Regions from separate parts of the Zea mays genome. Here region 2 is linked to region 1. Evidence: chromatin contacts called from public Hi-C data. All regions are on one chromosome and are shown on one strand. Each heading gives the region's core, a stretch centred on a gene start, on an enhancer-like site or on the middle of the called end of the contact. The rest is flanking DNA. Distances are from core to core; before and after follow the strand shown.

Evidence for each region. A called contact is a pair of places that touch in the nucleus more often than the background predicts.
Region 2: a contact with region 1 is called in a Hi-C map of leaf, with 4 times the contacts expected there. The contact joins the promoter of LOC100284599 here to the enhancer-like site in region 1. A contact is called at or near these places in 12 of 25 Hi-C or Micro-C datasets (ear, endosperm, leaf and 3 more) and 1 of 3 datasets of contacts at active chromatin or transcription factors (leaf).

The regions. Positions count from the first base shown.
Region 1 is chr9:114,760,925-114,763,687 of Zm-B73-REFERENCE-NAM-5.0, reverse strand. No RefSeq gene overlaps it. Among protein-coding and RNA genes, the nearest start is that of LOC118473463, 41 kb to the right of the region's middle. Within about 2 kb of position 1,442, at least 17 of the 20 cell types and tissues checked have an H3K27ac peak or open chromatin away from gene starts, as enhancers often do. A contact at or near this core is called in ear, leaf, root tip and 1 more, where this site is marked.
Region 2 is chr9:114,859,628-114,862,391 of Zm-B73-REFERENCE-NAM-5.0, reverse strand. It overlaps LOC100284599 (zinc-binding protein), which reads left to right and starts at 1,471. Exons shown (of 4, transcript NM_001398978.1): 1 at 1,471-1,843. The coding sequence starts at 1,673.

The sequences.
Region 1 (2,763 bases), core at 193-2,692:
GCCCTTAATCACGTTGTTTGACCAATATAATACTTACTATTATGTTTTCACATAGTGATGGTTACATTATACAGACCAACCTTCATAAAACATTCAACGTTTGGTTTTCTAAAACGAGCTATAGCCACTGCGCATGCACGCATTCCGGTCCGCCGATCCAATCTCTGCTGACAATCTCTGCTGACGAGCGGAAAAAAAAAGCAGCAAAAGGATTATTATGGGTCTCCCCGTCCGTACTGCATGGTTGAACGTGCGCCGTACACTATTTGTCACTGAACCGGGCTGGCTGCGTGTGTGTTGTTGTGTAGCCCATGTGCCGTGTCCTGGTCCTCTTTTCTGAGAGAGAGAGAGAGAGAAGAGATACCAACCAGTGACCCTGCAGAAAAAATGAGTGGAGGGGATCTGGGCACATTTGTCCTGAACTCGAACGATTGAATTGTGTGTTCAGTCTGCCATGGTACGCGTGCACGAATTGGCAATCCGGGTATAATTAAGTTGAACTGGTAAAACAAACTCCATGGTGCTCTGGTATGCAGTCGCCGAGGATGGCTTCAAGATGCGTCCACTTCCCATGATTCCATTCCATCCCTCCGGCATGCAGTCGGGCAGCGCTGTGCTCCTCTGCAGCTGCAGGAGAAAACTCATGACCGGACCGTCCACTCCGGCGTGCCGGATCGAGCATCCGGGCCGGCATCCGGGCATGGAGATGGACAGAGCGGCAACAAACCCTCCACCTTCCATCGCTCCTTCCCATGCATCTCCATCTGCAGCTAGCTAGGCGGCGACCGACCGATCTCACCCACAAGCCTAACGAACGAACTCAAGTGGCCTGCCGCCACCACGCGGTTATTAGATGCTGCTGCTAAAAAGATACCGGCTGGCCTGCAGGCCGGGCAACCTTTTTTCACCCTCCTGGCTCCCGCACCCTAAACCCGGACGACGACACGGAACGCACGGGGCCGCCGCGCCCGCGCCTGCGGCGGCATGCATGGTGCCAAGCAGGCACGCATGGGCGCCAGGCCCAGGCCCCCCCGTCGCAGCTGCAGCTGCATCTGCTGGCGCACACACACCGCGCTTGCATTGCATCGCATCGCATCGCATCGCTGCTACGCACCTACCAGCACACGATCGGATCAGGGGCCGCCGGCCGGGCGCGGACAGAATAAAGGCAGGCTACCGAGATCGATGATGCGCGGGCGGCGCCGGCTTTGGCTGTGTCACCGCGGGAGGAGCAGGGTTGTGCGCTGCATATGCAACAGCTGCAACGGCGTTATGGGGCGCCATGCATGGGGATACCTCCTGGGGACAGGGCCCTCCATATGCTCATTGTCATGCCGCCTTGTCCCGGATAAAATTAAAGCTGCAGCTAGCGTACACCACTCTTCCTGGTACATTGCATTGCATGGGGATGCTAGTGTTTTATATAATAATTTGGAGTGGTCGACCTAGCTATAGCTAGCTAGCTACCTAGGGTGCTACTGTCGTAGCTATATATAGACCATCGTGTCTTCATCCTAGCAAGCTTGAATCGTAAGTGCGCTTTATTAGAATCTTTTTTTTTGTCAGATGGTTTAGCCCATCATTGAAACAGGCACATTACAACCATAATGAACTCAATATATGATGTGTGAAGTCGTGCTGAATAGTGCAACAGTGCAGCACCGCCAAAGCAGCTAGCTAGCACCTTTTTTTTTGGTTCGAGCGGAGGTGACCTGTCCTGTGGGGATCGATCTACAAACTGACGAGTAAATAAATGATGAGCTAGCTAGATAACGAAGCTGAAGTGACGGACCGACGAGACTAAACACGGCTCTGATCCCGCCCATGACGCACCAAGCAATCACAGGCGGCGGGCACGTGTCGATCCATGCAGAGCGGCCCCCATCTACTGCTGTTGCTGCAGCCGCATGTCGATCGATCGGGCGCAGACGCGGGCGGCGAGGCGATCGTTCATGCCGTAGCCGTACCATACAATGCCACCACCACTACACCATGACACAATTTTAGCGTCAAACAACTGACGGTAAAAATAGACGTTTTGCGACAGACAGTCTGTCACAAAATATTCCCATCACACTATCTGTCGGTAGTTATTGTATTGGAGTCAACAAATCTGTCGGCAATAATGTCGAGCTATTGTGGCAGTCCATCTGTCGGTAAAACAGATTATACGTGGCGTAAAGTCTGTCGGGAAAAAGTAGCATCAAATCGTTTGTCGGTAAATGGATGTCACGATCCTAAATAGCAAAAAATAATTAATAACGAGCGTCGTGAGTACTACGTACGTAACGTATAGGATCGGAATCGAACATATTATTTTTGGCAAAAAAAGTTATATATACATGTATATGCTATATATATATATATACTCTGAAATATTGAAAAATACATGAGTACTGAGTATTTAGACCCAAATTTGTTTTAGGCTTTGTTCTTGCTTCTTTGCATGCTCGGCCCATCTGGCCCATTAGGTATTAGGTCTGTCGCGCGCTGTCCCAGGCCCCCAGCACGGCAGCACGGCAGTCGCAGGTCTCACCAAACACCAGCCGGCAGCCGCCAAGGCGCCAGGGCTGACGTGACTCGCGCGAGGCGCCATCAGCGGTCGGCCTCGGCCACGACCGCACGGGCGCCAGGGGCCTGACGGGCGCACCACACGGCCATCGGCCAGGGCGCCAGGCGCTGTCGCGCTGAGCCAGCGAGCCGCTGACCGCTGAGCGGCTGAGGCCTGAGGCGCTAGTGCTTAAGCGCTCGCTTTCAGCGGCC
Region 2 (2,764 bases), core at 222-2,721, 99 kb before region 1:
TCGTAGGCCATGAGTGGGAGGTGGACCGACACCTTTGCCATAGCTTGGTGTCAAACGTAGTTAATGCAACCAATCACTTATGGTGGGTCGGTCTTGGACCGGGCGATGGATCCACTCGAGTGGTTTCCCTTCTGTTCGCCCGACACCCCATATCTGGTTCTGCCATGCCTGACCCCGGACTCGGTGCCGCTGGGTTCGTTTGGGGGCGGGTACTTCCAGGCAATGGCGGATCCATGATCCTTGCCAAGGAGGCTAGAAGCTAACTATCTTCTTTCCCCCCCTTATATTCTTCCTCTTTTTTCTCTTCACTTTCTTCTTCCTTCATCTCCATTTCCCCTCTTATTCCTTCCTCTCCCTTCTTCCTTCTCGCTTCCTCTCTCTTTCTCCTCTTCTTTCTTCCTCTCCCTAACTCCCTCCTACTTGTATGCTGCCGACGCAGGGGTGTGTGTGGAGCCCACCCAATCCCCCTCGTGGATCCGCCACTGCTTTCAGGGTAGACGTTTTCTATCTCCTCCAGTTGACTGACGGGCCCAAATTGCTAGAGGCTTTTCCCTAGTGTGCTCCCCTGGTCCCAAGGACATCCTTGACAACTAGCTTTGAGTTCTAACGGCTATATGACATGGCGACACATATGGCATGGTCTGGTGGTACACTAGACCGCTCCGGTGCCACTAGCACTTGATAGCTCGAGTAGAGCTGTCACTAAAATAGCAGGCGTTGCAGAAATATATGAAGTTGGAGCCATATGGAGAGGGTCATTTGAGTAAAAATACGCTTCTATCTTCTAACATAACATTTATATTTGTAAGTATTGTGGAGAGCTAGCACGACTCTTTAACTGTAGTTAGCGAAAAATAAATAAATAGATAACAATAATATTTAAAGATCTAGTTGGAAGGACGGTTAGACAAGTTTTCGAACATTGTTTTTGTTTTTATTAAATACGAAAAGATAAAAATAATTAGAGCAGCAGCTACGTGCCGAGAAACGGTTGCCGACTCCTGCAAAAACCTGTTGATCTGGAATAAGGAAACGTACGCGTGCCTGCGTGCTTCGTCTCCGTGGCAACAGTACTTGCGGCGCTCGACGTTGCAAGTGCTGCCTTCGTTTCGCAGCGTGAACTGAAAGGCCGGTGGTGAAGTCGCCTGGTGACGAACGTACGAAAAGGAGATCGCGGCCGCGGAGAGAGAGAGAGAGAGGCCCCTCTCCAGCGGCGCGAAAACGACGGGGCCTTGGACGACCGCGACGCGACGGGCCCAAAGTGCTTCGTTCGCTAGCTTTGACCACCCAAACCCAACCCCAAATGGCTGCCTCCGTCGCTTCGCTCCCGTAAGCCCCGTCCCGTCCCGTGCCACGCCCTCCGACGCCGCGTGCCACCCCACTCCGGCTTGGCTCCATGCCCCCCCTCCATCGCTATCACTTCTCCTCCCCTCGCCTCTATATATAGCAGCGCGCTGCGGGGAACGGGGTACGCCTCCTCCACTCCCATCTAGCCAATAATCTCCTCCAGACCGACTCACTCGCCGCGGTGCGCTTGCCCGTCCGGCCGGCCGGCCGGCCCGCGTACGTACAGACACCGCTCCGTACGGAGGACCGGAGCGGGGGACGGATCGCTCGCCCGCCCGCCGGGAGAAGCATCTGGGAGCGAGGGAATTGCGGAGGCGAGATAGAGATGGGGATGAGGCCCGGGTGGGTGGGCGGGCTGGTGGAGGAGAGCTTCTTCGTGGGGTGCGCGGCGCACGAGGACCGGAAGAAGAACGAGAAGAACATCTTCTGCCTGGGCTGCTGCGCCAGCATCTGCCCGCACTGCGCCCCCGCGCACCGCCACCACCTCCTCCTCCAGGTACACACACCGTCTGCCAGCACCCTGTCGATCGCACGGTGGCGGGGAGGAAGAAGACGACGCCTAGGAACTTCGTCCTCGTCTTCTTCAGACCTCGAGCCGGCTAGCTCAGCTCCGGCGTACAGTGTGCTACGTGAGCTTTGTTGCTCAATTCTTCAGTGTTCCGTGGGTCACGGACGCTTGTACTTGCTCGACCGGATTAGGCCGAGTGGCTGGCTGGCTGCCTCCTAGCTACTACTAGCTCCGCTAGGTTGGCTGCCTGCTGTCGCTGCTTCTCAAAGGGAAAGGGGATCCGGATCCGTCTCCTCGCCGGCTCGCCTCCTCTTCCTTCCTTCTCCGTGCTAGTAGCACCCCTAGCTAGTGTAGGCTCAGCTTTGGGCGTAGTAATTACGGCATGGCTGCTTCGGTTGGGCTTAATTGCGTTGCGGCAGCATCAGTTTAGCACAGTCCCAAGGCCGCGGGCGACGCAATTAACGTCCCCGGCCGCTCTTAGGACGCCGCGCTCGCCCGTGTCGTTTTCTGTGCGCCTCTGGTTAATCTCAGCCCCCACACACACACCAAGCACAAGTTTGAATTGCGAGTTCCGGCCTCACGGATCGCCGCCGTACCACCAGCCTACCAGGGAAATTCACTGCATGCGATTTCGGATTCTTTTTCCCTCTTTCCTCGTGCGCCAGTGCCCCCCCTCCCGGCCTGTCGTTGCTGCTCTTGGTGGCAGTGGGCAGTGGCAGGAGAAGTAAAAGCCCCGAGCTCGATTGGGGAAGAGAGGAGGGGAGGGTAAAAAAGAAAAGTGGCGACCCCTGATGCGGCTTGGCCATACTCCCCGAACAAGCATGGTCGCACGACGAGCCTGGGTCCTTGTGGCTGAATTCCTCCGTCCGCCCAGCCGTGGGTTGGTGTGGCGCGTGCATGCATGATGCA